3 separate regions of the Mus musculus genome follow, and regions 1 and 2 are each linked to region 3. The links are chromatin contacts, called in public promoter capture Hi-C maps. All regions are on one chromosome and are shown on one strand. Each heading gives the region's core, a stretch centred on a gene start, on an enhancer-like site or on the middle of the called end of the contact. The rest is flanking DNA. Distances are from core to core; before and after follow the strand shown.

Region 1 (4,333 bases), core at 465-2,964, 1.0 Mb after region 3:
TCTTGGCCACCACACCTACCCTCGATCCTTCTTAGAAATGGTTTTTTATCTGCAGTTGATCCACAGATGCCATCTTCAGTGCTGTGGAGAGCTGGCTGTGTTAGCGATCGATCCCTTTGGTCCCTTACTGATTCTCTGCTGAGTTCCAAAGCAAACCGTCTTTGCACATGAAGGAAATGCCTAGGCCTTTGAGCTCTGAGGGCCTGACACTGCTTCGGGCTGATAAGCAATGGGCATCAGAAGACAACTGGAGTGCAGGCCTGTCCTCCACCCTCTCGGCTTTCCAGGCACAGTGGCAGGAGCTCCCTGCTCTTGTAAAACAAGAGGATATAATTTTGATCAACACTTTAAAAAAAAACCACGTCTACTGACGAGCACATGGGAAGGAAGATGAACCAGCAATGATACGTTCTGCACAGCAACTGTAAAGGAGAGAAGCCTTGAGTATATATAACGTCCTCCTCCCCAGTCAGGAGCTGGGTCCATGGCCTTTAAGTCATCCTGCAGAGTTTTGGTGTCCCCCCAGTACAGGTTGGTCTGGCATGAAACTTGCAGCTTTTGAACATACAACTCAGTTGCTTTCCCACTTGAAACGCTTTGTCCCCTCAGTGTGTTATGTAAGTTGCCACTAAATGCAAATATGAAAAAAATCCATATTCAACCTGGCTTCACAGAGAAGAGATTTGGCTTTTAAACAGCTAGGACGTTCTTTAGAAAACGCTTCTGGGTATATGGCTGAAGCTCAAGGGAAGAAAGCCGTTCCACAAAGCTCTGGGTTCTATTTCCAGCATGGGATGCACACACACACACACACACACACACACACACACACACCCCTGCACACACTCATACCTGCACACACACATGATTTAGAATGTGTTTTCTTCTTTTACTTAATAGAATTTTTCTCAGAACTGTATCATTTTTATTAAAGCCCCTGCTGTGTTTCTTGCAGTCAGCTTCATTTTATAGCTATCCCACATTGCCACACCTGGTTGTTGCCAGAGTATGGATCATATGACTCCAGAGTAAGTTTCTTATCTAATTGGAAGAAAAGATGGGTAGGGGGACTTCCAGGAACTCTGTCAGAAGAATCAGTTGTCCTTAGCAAATTTCCTTGCCTCTCCCCATTCAATCTTCTAGTTTATTTCAATTATTTAAGTTTGTATGTGTGTATACAAATGTGTGAATGCAGGTGCCTGTCCTGCGGGGTCCAGAAGCTGTTAGATTTCCCCTCCCCCAATCTTTATGGGTGCTTGTGAGTACTGAGAACTGAATAGTCCTCCTTACAAGACCAGTGCTGGTTTTTAGTTGCCTGCTGAGCCACCTCTTCAGTCCCCGCCCCTACCCTCATTCCCACCTCCATCCCATTTTATCTCTTGGCTCTCACTGCCCAAATAAGGTCATATTTCTTTGAACTGGCAGCCTGGGCTATGCTGTGGGAGGTATTATGTAAATTAGCTTGGGCTGCAGCACAAACTCCAGCATCAGATCATCGTCTCAGAGCACCCAGGCTTTGCAGGAGGACGTCAGGCACCCAAATGAAAGTTAAAGTTACTGCTAAGAGGAGGGCCTGTATATGGAAGGGGCTACAATAGTAATTAGACTCGGGCTGCTGTGGGCATCTCTCCAGCAACGCCCTGAGCACCGGGCCCCGCCCTAGGTGCCAGGGCTCCTGGTTTCACTCACAACTTTTGGGAATCTGCTGACCCCTAGTGTCTTCAATAAAGCATTGACTGTAAAATCTAAAGACTCACTTCCCACCTCCTCCCTCACAGAAGCAGCCCCAGAGCTATGCTATTCACAGAAGAGGGTGGTTGTGAGCCAAATAAACCATGAGTTTAATGAGAAGCCTTCTGATCCACTTTAAGACACAGCACCCGGGGGGATGGTGAGATGGTTCAGCAGGTAAGACCACCGACTGCTCTTCCGAAGGTCCTGAGTTCAAATCCCAGCAACCACATGATGGCTCACAACCATCCGTAAGGAGATCTGACACCCTCTTCTTGAGTGTCTGAATACAGCTACAGCGTACTTACATATAATAAATGAATTAATTTTTTTTAAAAAATAACACAGCACACAGACTCCCATGTGGTGGCTTCCTACCTGTGAATCTAACACATAACAGGTTAAGGCGGGGTTTCTGTGACTTTGAGGCCAGCCTGAACTACTGGTGAGTTTTAGGGCCAGCCTGGGGTATAAAGTGAGATTTCCCCATCTCAAAAACAAAAGGCTAAGCAAACATGCTGGGGCTTTCCTGACCATTACTCTAAGAACTTTATGCAAACCTGGTCCAGATCTGGTCATCTCTGTTAATCATGTCCAAGTGGGTCTCTTCCCAGGACGCAGGATATCCTTTTGGAGGTAGGGCGTAGGTATGTGATGAAGACCTACACTCTTAGTGGATAGTGCCTGGGTAGATGAAGACCACCACTATTATTCCAGCATTGAAGAGGCAGATGCAGGAGGAGCTCAAGTAGGAAGCCCGGCTGGGCTGCATATAGCAAGTTCCCCACCAGCCTGACTGTAGGGAAACGGTTTAAAATAAAATAAGTAATTAAATAAATAAAGGTAGATTGATAGATAGGCAGGCAAACACATAAATAAGACACTGTGATAAAGTGAGCAGTCAATTGTGTTTGTAAACTGTATGGTATACAAAGTATTCCAGTATCCCAGAAGATACACCTGAGTGGCTGTTTGGTGCTGTGGGCTAGCTACAGTGTGCCCACACTGGTGCTGTGGGCTCACTGTGTGGGTTTTTATTACACTGTATCAGCTTGTGCTGCCACTGGGAGCCAGACCTGAGCCGCTGGTGAAGATGTGTTACCTCCAGCCTTCCTCTGGCCTGTGTGCTTGGAGGCACAAGACTTCCCCTGCTTTCCCGGATTTGAGTTGTAGGGGGCAGGGGGAAGACAGAGACAAGAAGATGACACCCAAGGGGGAAAAAAAATAGAGAATCTGTCTTTGATTTGTTTTGCTTGTAGCCAATTTCTAAGGCACGTGTGAAATGAGGCAGCTCTCCAGCTAGGAGGAATTCTGCACAAAGCAGGGGTTAGAAATGAACAGCTATGATCTTTGGAGGGCACTGAAGGACAGATAGAATCTCTCAATCTGGGAACTGAGGAATGTTCTGGAAAACAGGCAGGTGTTTGCCAGCTGGTTGGTTTTAGCAAGCAGAGCCACTGTTGCTGCTAACCAAGTGTCACACCGCTCGCTGCCCAGCGGCCAATGCATCCACTGCTGGGATGGCCTCGTCCAGCCCTTGCTGCCTCTTCCCACAGTGGAGGAGAGCGCCCACAGATGAGCTGCAGCCTCAGTGGCTAAGTGAGGCCCTGGGAGGAAGCTAAGCTATGGCTGTGTGCAGTGACTGGAACAGCCGAGCAGACGTCAGCATGTCTTGTGCCTGTCACTAGATTAGACACACCAAGTGAGTTTGCCACTATGAAGCCTTTGATGTAGATGGTAGACATTAGGTATTTGTTCTGCCTTTCCATGGACAACCTTGGAGTTCATCTTTGTGACACATAGATTTCTTGCAGACATGGGAACTGGGACTGTATTCAGTCAATGCTAAGTGGGAGCTGTAAAAAGCCAAGACACTTGCAGAGCATTTAAAAGTTGTGGACTCTGTGTGTGTGTGTGTGTGTGTGTGTGTGCAGGGAGGGAGGGATGGAGGGAAAGAGGGAGGAGAGAGAGAGCGCACTGCACAGGCTTTGGGGTTCAGCTTTCTTTCTACTAGTGGATCTTGGGGATGGAACTCAGGTCATCACTCTTGGCAGCAAGCCCCTTTACCTGCTGAGCTGTCTTACCAGCCCTGACTATATCTCATTATAGGCTCATATTTGTATTCATCTCCCCCTGCCCCGATGCCATTTCTCCCTGTCCCCTCCCTCTGCCTTCTATGGATGATCTGAGTTTGCATCTGCATTTGTCCTGTGTCCCAGTACGTGGAGAGGTTAGCATGCTTTTCTAAGTGCTGTCTATGGTTCTGTGGAAGAACCAACCACCAGGAAGATTACAACAATATGAGGGGTTTTTAAAAAGGATTTTTAGAATGTTGTTCTTTGTATGCTTCTGTCTTTATCGTTTTCCTGGTTTGTTGTTGTCGGTTTTTTTGGGGTTTTGTTTGTTTGCTTGTTTGCCTGGGGGGTTGGCTTTTTGTTTTGTTTTGTTTTTTGTAGATTGGGTTTTTTTTCCTCCCCCTCCTCCAAATTAGTGTGTGTTTGTATCTATGTTGAGTGGATGATCTCTAATTAGGAGTTCCCTGGAGAAGCGTAATCAGCCTGGGAAATGTGGGGAACAGTGGCAGGAAAGCTGTTTGATTTTG
Region 2 (4,474 bases), core at 1,687-4,186, 1.5 Mb after region 3:
TACATAGGAAATTCAAGGCTAGTCTGAGCTATAATGAGACCCTGTTTCAAGGAAGAGAGGGAAGGAGAGAGGGAGGGAGATGTTTGTTCTGACAGGGCATGGTTAAGTTCATTTAAATTTGAGGCTGTCGTTAAGTGATTTACTGAAGACCACTCCTTTCCACGTTAGTTAAGACTTTCCATACTGATACCAGCATCCGACTCAGTGGCCAGCACTACTGCTTGTTTTACCTGTTGCCTTTTCACTAACTCAGAGATCCATAAAGAACGGCACTTGACTGTCTTTAAGGGTTTATACTCTTAACCACCAAAACCTGTAACAGCAGTAGTCTGTCCAAAAGAACCGTGAATCTTTCCTTTCTCTTGCCTAGGCACTCTTCCCTACTCAGGAAAGAGTGTTTAATATCGATCTATCTAAACCTATGACTGATTTCTTTTCCCTGTAACAACATAACCCATTTCAGTTGTTAAGAAGTCTTCCTTTTTTTTTTTTTAAAAAACACTCTCACTCTATAGCACTGGCTCCAACTCAACACATAGCCCAGGTATTCTAAATGCATGGCAAACTTCCTGCCTCATCTCCCAAGCTACACCCAGCCTGTAGCTATATTCTTAATTTGCCTTTCAAGATCCTTCCTAAATTACTCTTCCTCAAATGCCATCACATAGTAATATCAAATACTTATGTATACTAGATGAACAAACACTGCTCTGAGATAGACATTATCTGTTGATTTTTAACATTCCCAGAGACACTTGATGAGTAAACTGCCCAATTCTACATCCAAAGAAATAATAGGATTTAGGGTTGTTTTCTAACTTTTAATGTGTATACTGCATGCACGTATGTGTGTGCCGAGCACCACCATTGTGCAGAAAAGGGCGTCAGGTCCCCTGGACTGGAGTTACAGGCAGGTATAAACTCTCAGTATAGGTGCTGGGGACCAAATCCAGGTCTGCGAGAGCAGCAGTGGTCCTCACTGCTGAGCCGTCTCTCCAGCCTTCCTGCTTCCTACTTATAGCTTTCTAGTAAGTTCTGCTCTGACTAGCATATACACCTTCCCATATGGTCTATTCTACCTTTTTCTTACATTTACTTTACATGTATGAGTGTCTTCTCTGCATGATGTGGTTCACATGCATGTCTCTCTCCAGGCCAGAAGAGGGCACCGAATCCCTGGAACTGGAGTTACAGACGGTTCTGAGAGCCATGTTGGTGCTAGGAACAGAACCTGGGTCCTCTGCAAGAGCAGTAAGTGCTTCTAACACCACACATCTCCCCTGGCCCAGTCTACTTCTTTCATAGCAGGTATCTCTTCCGCTCAGCTTTGTTGTATTTTAGAACCTCTGAAAATACAAAATACTCCAGAAGCCCCTAAAAAGAATCCCTTTATCCTCTTGGTACTCCTACTAGTCCTCCATACCCCCCCCAAAAAATATTCATTGAGCTTCATGGTGACATTTATTTTATGAAGACAATTTATTTTCAACTAGAAATATAAAGGTACATTATTATATTAGCAAACGTTTATTCAAACCACACCAATCTCCAAACTCCTCCAGACTCCCACACTTGTAGTCCTCTCCAGCACTTCCTGAGAATCACTGAATCTAAGTGTTAGGCATCTCAAAGCCATAATATATTTTAGAACAATGTAAATTCATTCATTAAAGGTTGGTGGGCTGGAGAGATGGCTCAGTAGTGGTTAAGAGCACTGACTGCTCTTCTCTGAAGGTCCTGAGTTCAAATCCCAGCAACCACATGGTAGCTCACAACCATCTGTAATGAGATCTGACACCCTTTTCTGGTGCACCTGAAGACAGCTATAGTATACTTAGATTATAATAATAAATAAATCTTTTTTTTTAAAAAAAAAAGGTTTATTGGTGCTCTAAAATGCCAAACCCTAAATAGGTTGAGGAAAAAAAAAGAGAAAGGCTAACAGCTCTCAATTTAAAAGTTGCTGTATAAATACTTACTGGGGGCAGCGAAATTAATCAGCGGTTCTTTAACATTGGGGAGGATGAGTGATACAGACCGTTTTTCAAAATTATAGGGTCACTAAACATTCAGGAAAACAATGCCAAAACACACAAAACTTGGTATACAATTTTCGGAGAGTCAGAAACTCTGTCCCAACCATCATTATCCTCAAACTCAGGTTAAAAGCCCATTAAGGAAACTAAACCGCTCGGGATTAGGAATTGCCGCATCCATTTAACAACCCTTGCTATTCCTTTCACTGTGTAACAAAGACAAATGCTACTTATGAACTAATTCCCCCATAACGGTAACTAGTTATCACCAGCGAATCCTTTCTCCCACTAGGAGCCCTGCTGGCCAAATGGTTATTTAAACTCAACACCTTTCAGTAGTGTCACTTACACAAAATAGTTCAAAAATCATTGTTATTCATAAATGGACTACAAGGTTAACTCAATAATCCCGGTTTCCTCGCTTTACCTGTAAACTCCACATCCCAAGATCAACACCCTGGTGGCTGGAAGAAGATGGAAAATAACTGATGCTCCCGCAAAGCTCATCCCATCTAACCAAGAGAAGCTAGGTCTTAATGACCGCTACCGCTTCCAAGCCCTTTCTTCAAAGGCTCTGGAGATGAAGAAATTTACCTCAAGTTCCAGGAAAGCGGTGGCGACTGCTCTCAGAGCTCGAACTAGTTACCAAATAGCCTCCCGACCTTTCCGTCACCATAGTGATTTCTAAGCGCTGCGAGCGTTTCCCCCTGCCATGTTCCCGCGATACTTGCTAGGTGCCAGTCACCCGAGCGGGCTCTTGACCCCGCCCCTAACCGAGCCCGCCCTCTCCCTGGAAGGTGTTATTGGGCAACTTGGACCCGCCTACAATTGTAGGCGGGACCCTGCTTGTTTTGTTTTGTTTTTTTTCCTTCTTTTTCAAATTCCTCCAGTTTTTCAAATGCTGTCGTTCTAGAAGTGCGAAACTCTCATTTCTGTTAAAGTCCACAGAAAGGACGTAGCCCTGCTTGCTCTCCCTTCCCAGTCGTAACTTGGCCCTCGGCGCCACGGTCCCTGGGGTAGAGCCCGCGCATGCGCCCGAACGGCCCGAAGATGGCGGTGGGACTCGCCGCACTTTTTTTCAAATTCGCGGGTCCCAGAAACCCTTGCGCGCGTTTGTAACGAATTTCCGTTCGAGTTTGGATTTTAGGCGCCATTTTCGAGTGAAGGACCCGGAGCCGAGACACCGGGAGGAGCGAGGCGGGGGGTCGGCCGTGCCACCATTTCAGCCCGGCTCGGAGTGGACCCGCCGACAGGTGAAGTCCTTCTCTTCTAGATCAGGTTGTCACACTTTCTCCTCCCTGCCCCGCGGGCGCCCGCAACCCCAAGGCCTGGAGCTGGAGCGGCGGAGGCGGCTCGGCGAGCTCCCGTGCCTGTCACCCCTCCCCCTCGGCGGCCGGGCGGCGGCTCCGGCGCCTCTTCCTGGGGGAGGCAGCGAGCCTGGCTCGGCCAGAGCGTCCCCTCCCCCAGGCCGATCCGTCCTGTCTCCTAAGGGGACTGCAGCCCCACTCAGAGCCTCTCCTGGGCACTTGGCATGGCTTACACTGTCGTCCATCGGGACTCCGCCCCGGACCCGGGAGGGTTAGACCCCCTACTATCCCGGAAAGTGACCCAACCCAAGCAGACGCTGCCAGAGTCCAGTTCAGCAGTGTGTGGCGGGTGACTCCGGCTTCGGCCATCCTCTCCGCTGGGGCGATGAGGAAAAGAGACCTGGACTTCTCCGAGGGCCGTCCGGGCGTCAGGACCTAAATGGCGGGGAGAAGGGAGGGGGTTGACAAGTCGCCCGGGCAGGCAGGCGCTGCTGCTCTGGAGAGTAGCCACGCAGCCCCGAAGCTGGACGAACTTGTCTCTCTCTCTCTCTCCCACTCTGTACCTCTCTCCCTCCCTCCCCGATTCCGAGCACATTCACTCCCCAGCCCCGACGGGAGGAGACTTGTCAGCAGACGTCCTTCTCTTATGAGATGGTTCCACAGGGGCGGGGGTGGCCTGAGCGAATTCCTCCGTCCTGGGCGCGATGGCAGGCGCGGCTATGTTTCCCCACGTAGCTGGGGCGTGGGAAAACCCGTCCCGCCCGGTTGCCACTGCTGGGTTCCTAGTAGCCACTTTCCTAGGGACCCGCTACTGGCTAGCGGCGTTGGGGAACGCGGTGGCGGGGTGGGTCCTGGGCGGAGCCCGTCCTGCTGCTGCGGGGCCTGAGCGGCGAGCTGCGGGCCGACCTGACTCGGGACTCTTCTGCCGCAGCCACCATGCGGCGTAAGGGCACCAAGCCCTCCACTGCCTGCCACCAGGAGGAAGGGCCGCCGCCCTCCCAGGACGGTGCCCACAGCGACGAAGAGATGGAGCAACCGGCCGGCGAAGCGGAGAGCGCTGCACCCGCAAGTGAGTGACAGGTCGGGATCCCCGTGCGTCGGAAGCCTGTGGAGACCCTCTGAGGGTGGCGG
Region 3 (4,303 bases), core at 433-2,932:
TAAGGATGCCAAGGGGTAGCTGAAAAAGCCCAGAAATGCTAGGTATTTTAGGAGTTTAAAAAAAAATGACATTTATTATGTGTGTGCATGCATGCTGTAGCAGGCACGTGGAAGTCAAAGGACAACTTGGGGGAGTCAGGTCTCTTCATCCACCTCCTGGTCAGAGGATCAAACTCACAAGCTTGCCAGCAGGCACCTTTACCCAACGACTGTCTCACTAGTTCTATTTTATGATTTTTTTAAAAATCATATTGGATTGAAAGAAAATAATCCCTGGTATTTGAAAATTGGTGAACTTTGTCCGTCTGGGTTTGTTTGTTTGTTTGTCTGTTTGTTTTAATAGAGAATTCTCCCCCCCCCCACCCCCCAATAACGAGGGAGGTTGTCATCAGGGCTCCTCTTTCCTCAAAGAAGAGGACAAGATCTTAAGTTGTGACTTCATTTCTCCGGTGAACTAGTAAAGGCTGGATGGAGCCTGGAGTAGAGACTGTCCCTGAGACAGTAAAGATTGTTTTGCTGTTGCTGTTTATTTAACACTCACAGTAGTTTGCCTTTTTCTAGAAATAAGGAAATAAGGCTGAGAGTTACGAAGGTGATTCACATCATCTGATGCTACACGGAGGATGGTCTTTATCATCACACCAATTTAAATCTTATGCTCCACTCTACAGAAGATGCAAGGCTGCGGATCTGTGGCTTTGTGGAACACCCCGGGAGCCTCATTGCCTCGGGATTCCGCAGTTGTGTAACTTTAAAAATCTGTTTAATGAAGAGAGCAACACATCTACAGCCACTGTCCGGAAATCAGCAAGCGATCTAGGAGCTGAAAAGTTTCGATCGCCCTTTCAGTTATGCAGAAGACGGCGGCCCTGTCACTCCCTAGTTAGATTAAGAAGATACCAGAACTGAATGGTCCCTGGTCAGACCCCTGAGTAACCTTTACCACTTTATCCCGAAGCCTTGCACTGGTGGCCTGCCATGAACAACGAAACTCTAGAAACGTGTCTGCGATGTAGAGAGCTGGCTTAGCTTTTGTACACACACACCTCCCCTACTTTGGTAGGAGCCATAGAGTCTAAGCCATGAGTAGACTGGGTACACAGTGCGCATGCCAACACCCACACTGGGTACCCCGACCAGGGGCTGTTATTCATGGGACCTTTTTTCTTAGGTTCTCAAACACGCTAAGTATTTCTGGCCTCAGAAATACCGGAAAGGCAGAGGCAGCGTTGGAGGGCTCCGCGCCTCTCGCGCGACACAAGCTCAGGCTGGGAACGCTGCGGTCCCCGAGCGTGTCCCGCCGCGTCGCGGCTCACTCACCCACGCGCGGCCCTCCTGCACGGTGGCCAGCACCCGTAGCGCGCTGGGCGAGCCCGCGCGGAAGTTGAAGAAGTGCAGCGCAGCGCGCGCCGCCAGCTGCAGGATCCCGCGTGGCAGCCCCACGGCCGCGGGCTGCCGGGGGACTTCGGTGTATTCCAGGTCCGCGGGCTCAGTGACAGCAGCGGCCAGTGCGAGGCTCGGCAGCAGCCAGAGGCTCAGCAACAGCGCTGGCATCGGGGGTTGACGGGGCTGCATGGACACGGGCGGCAGGGGCCCACGGGGCTGCGTGGATGGGGAAAGCTGGCGCTGAGCTCCCTGGACCCGGTTCGCAGTGCTCACGGAAATAGGCCACGGCGGCCACTCCCCTCCGCCCCCGGGTCGCCGCCCTTCCTCGCCTCCCTGTCCAAGCAGAAGGACCAGAAGGCGCCTCCGGGAGAGCGGGTCATGTCCCATGTCCCCATGACGCGGTGAGAGGGGACATGGGACAGTGGGGCGCCTCCTTGAGGGCACACTCCGACTCCAACTCTGGGAACTTAGCTTGTCGCCTGCGGCTGCTGCAATTTCACAACCCTCAGGTCTTAGAACCCACTCCAAAGGTTAGTTGAGGTGAAAGAGGAGACGGGTGGTGACAGGGACCAGTGGCCTTGGCCTTGATGGGGAATTTGAGAAGAGGCAGCTGGAAACAGGGAAAGTGTGCAGAGGGCGGGAGCAGGTAGTGAGCACCTGCAGGCCAGGTAGGGAGGAGGGGCGGTGGGCGACCGGACAGAGGTTTTGAGAATCAAGTAAATTAATTAATACTGGAGAGGGGCCTTGGGTTGAAGCCAGATTCCAGTGGCGTGAGGTGTGGAATCAACGCGTCACTGAAGGCAAGAGGTGGCTACTATTTTCTAAACCACAGGTAAGAGAAAGCCCTTTAGGGACCTGTGAGGTGGCTCAGTGAGTAAAGGTGCTAGCCACCAAGCCCGATGACTGGAGTCTTGCCAGGACCAATGTAGTGAACAGAGAGAACATACTCAAGCAAGTTGTCCTACGACCACCACCCACCCACCTACCTACGTACAACATAACAAATTAAATAATAAATGAAATGAAATGTAAGAGAGACAGAACAACCGGAGATACCCAGGGGTCTAGCCCACCTCATCAGCAGCAGTCGCTATCCTGAAGGACCAAAGAATGATTGAGACCCATTTGTTAACTACTGCTTGTGAAGCTGGGAGACACCTGTGGAACAAAGGGAGCAGTTGGCTGGGTATCTTTCCTGCCATCCCAGCCTGCAGCCTACTGCCTGCCATCTGCCTTAGACTCCAGTGCTCAAAGACGGGATTCTGGAAGGAGCCATCCTATGATCACCAAGCCATAGGCCTGTGGACAAAGAGAAACTGTCTAAACGATACTCCCCCCTGTTGCCCATCTGTGGACTGTCTTTCCTTCTGCAGATTTACGAAACACCTGGGTCATGGGGAGATGAGGATGAGCAACCAGATAAACATCTGGAGCACACCTACAGTCGATGAGCCAAGGGAACGTGTCCTGTGCTGTTTGCAATAGCATGCTCTGCAGAAAATTGAGGAGGGAGCCAGAAGCCTTAAGATGGTGACTTAACCCAGGTCAGGGCTGGCAGTCATATCAAGAGGGGACAGCAGAATCATTGGGGTAGGTGGAGTATTTCAAAAAGGCCCACATATCCTTTGTTTCCATTTTCTTTCCCTCTCTCACCCTGCCCCTGGACTAACCATGGTCAGTACCCATATGGTCACTTAGGAAGCAAAGTGGACATCAGCTGTCAGAAAACATGTGCTTCCTAGTGTACATAAGAGGCCAGGATACCTGTTCCCACTCCTGCCACAAATGCCAATGAGCAGAGATGGGTTGAATATTATGTTGCACTTTGTATAGAAAGGCAGGCAACCAGAGAAGGCAGTGGATAGACATCCTTAGGAAAAGCTGCCTTCCATCTCACCGAGCCAGGAGGAGGAGAACAAGGCAGACAATTATCCTGGAGCTGCCATGCCCCTCTGCTCACAGGGACAGTCACATCTTTGAGATTAGAGATGCCTGCCCCCCCCCCCCCCCCCATCATCTTCCCTGAAAGCTTCTCTCATTCTGTAAACATCTAGGCTCAGGAACTTTCCTGGAATATGCAGTGTAGTTGGTGTCTTCTGGAGTCAACCCTCCATTTGTCTAGGGCTGAACTCGGGACAAGTAAACTGGTTCACAGTGTGCATGTACTAAGCTGTTAACATGTACATGCAGATTCTTTTTTGACGTTCACAATTCACTTTGAATTCAAAAGTGTCCCTAGCCATATCGCCTGTCAAGACTTCCCAGTGCCTGCTACATAGTTATGAATGTACCGAATACCTCTGGAAGAACCAACCAGAAACAGTGGTTGCTTTTGGATCATGGAAGTGAGTGGGCTTACAATGTTGGTCTTTTGACCTGAGATAGCACCCCCAGGTTATCCAGAGCCTGGAGCCCCTGCTTGGAGCCCAGATACTTAGGTTGAGCTGAATCTCCCCCACTTGTGCTTGGGTGGCACCTCCTGCCCTACTGGGTGATTGTGAGGTTCGAGTGTGCTCATATCTACATGTATGTGCCGAGGTGAAAGTAATGGCTATTTGAAATTGCTATCATTGTTGCTGTTGCTAGCAAGTTAAAAAGAATTGTGACAACAAATTGAAAAGAAGATAGAATCTTGACAAAGAATAAATCCAGCAGTGACTTTCTTTTTATAAATAAACAAGGGGTTGTGATTAAAAGAAACTGATGGGCTATTCAATAAAGATATTTCCTCCAACCTCTATCACCTAGTCTTTTATAAGTACTATTAGCAACCAAGCCATATATAAATCTATATCCCTGTTGTAGTTCTTCCCCCTGGCAAAGGTGAAGGTACATGGGTTTGGCAGATGGATAGGGGTAACTCCACCTTGACTACATATTGCTGAAGTCCAGTAAAGTCTAGACAGGATGAGAAAGA

Evidence for each region. Promoter capture Hi-C pulls out the DNA fragments that hold promoters and counts their contacts.
Region 1: a contact with region 3 is called in a promoter capture Hi-C map of hippocampal neurons, with 2.3 times the contacts expected there. The contact joins the enhancer-like site here to the promoter of Rarres1 in region 3. A contact is called at or near these places in 3 of 39 promoter capture datasets (cranial neural crest, hippocampal neurons and maxillary cranial neural crest), 7 of 484 Hi-C or Micro-C datasets (the N1E-115 cell line, cerebellar granule neurons, cerebellum and 3 more), 3 of 115 datasets of contacts at active chromatin or transcription factors (all in embryonic stem cells) and 1 of 9 other capture datasets (embryonic stem cells).
Region 2: a contact with region 3 is called in a promoter capture Hi-C map of hippocampal neurons, with 3 times the contacts expected there. The contact joins the promoter of Smc4 here to the promoter of Rarres1 in region 3. A contact is called at or near these places in 2 of 39 promoter capture datasets (hippocampal neurons and liver).

Annotation. Positions count from the first base shown.
Region 1 is chr3:68,541,662-68,545,994 of GRCm38.p6, forward strand. The region is part of intron 5 of Iqschfp (Iqcj and Schip1 fusion protein); the gene reads left to right. The region is part of intron 2 of Schip1 (schwannomin interacting protein 1); the gene reads left to right. Among named protein-coding and RNA genes, the nearest start is that of Gm22073, 3.9 kb to the right of the region's middle. Within about 2 kb of position 1,715, at least 114 of the 459 cell types and tissues checked have an H3K27ac peak or open chromatin away from gene starts, as enhancers often do. A contact at or near this core is called in the N1E-115 cell line, cerebellar granule neurons, cortical neurons and 2 more, where this site is marked.
Region 2 is chr3:69,001,802-69,006,275 of GRCm38.p6, forward strand. Smc4 (structural maintenance of chromosomes 4) reads left to right here and starts at 2,937. Exons shown (of 24, transcript NM_133786.4): 1 at 2,937-3,289; 2 at 4,275-4,412. The coding sequence starts at 4,280. Ift80 (intraflagellar transport 80) reads right to left here and starts at 2,769. Exons shown (of 20, transcript NM_026641.2): 1 at 2,631-2,769.
Region 3 is chr3:67,513,841-67,518,143 of GRCm38.p6, forward strand. Rarres1 (retinoic acid receptor responder (tazarotene induced) 1) reads right to left here and starts at 1,683. Exons shown (of 6, transcript NM_001164763.1): 1 at 1,321-1,683. The coding sequence starts at 1,575. It overlaps Gm40067 (a long non-coding RNA gene), which reads left to right and starts at 1,409. Exons shown (of 3, transcript XR_001783859.2): 1 at 1,409-1,916.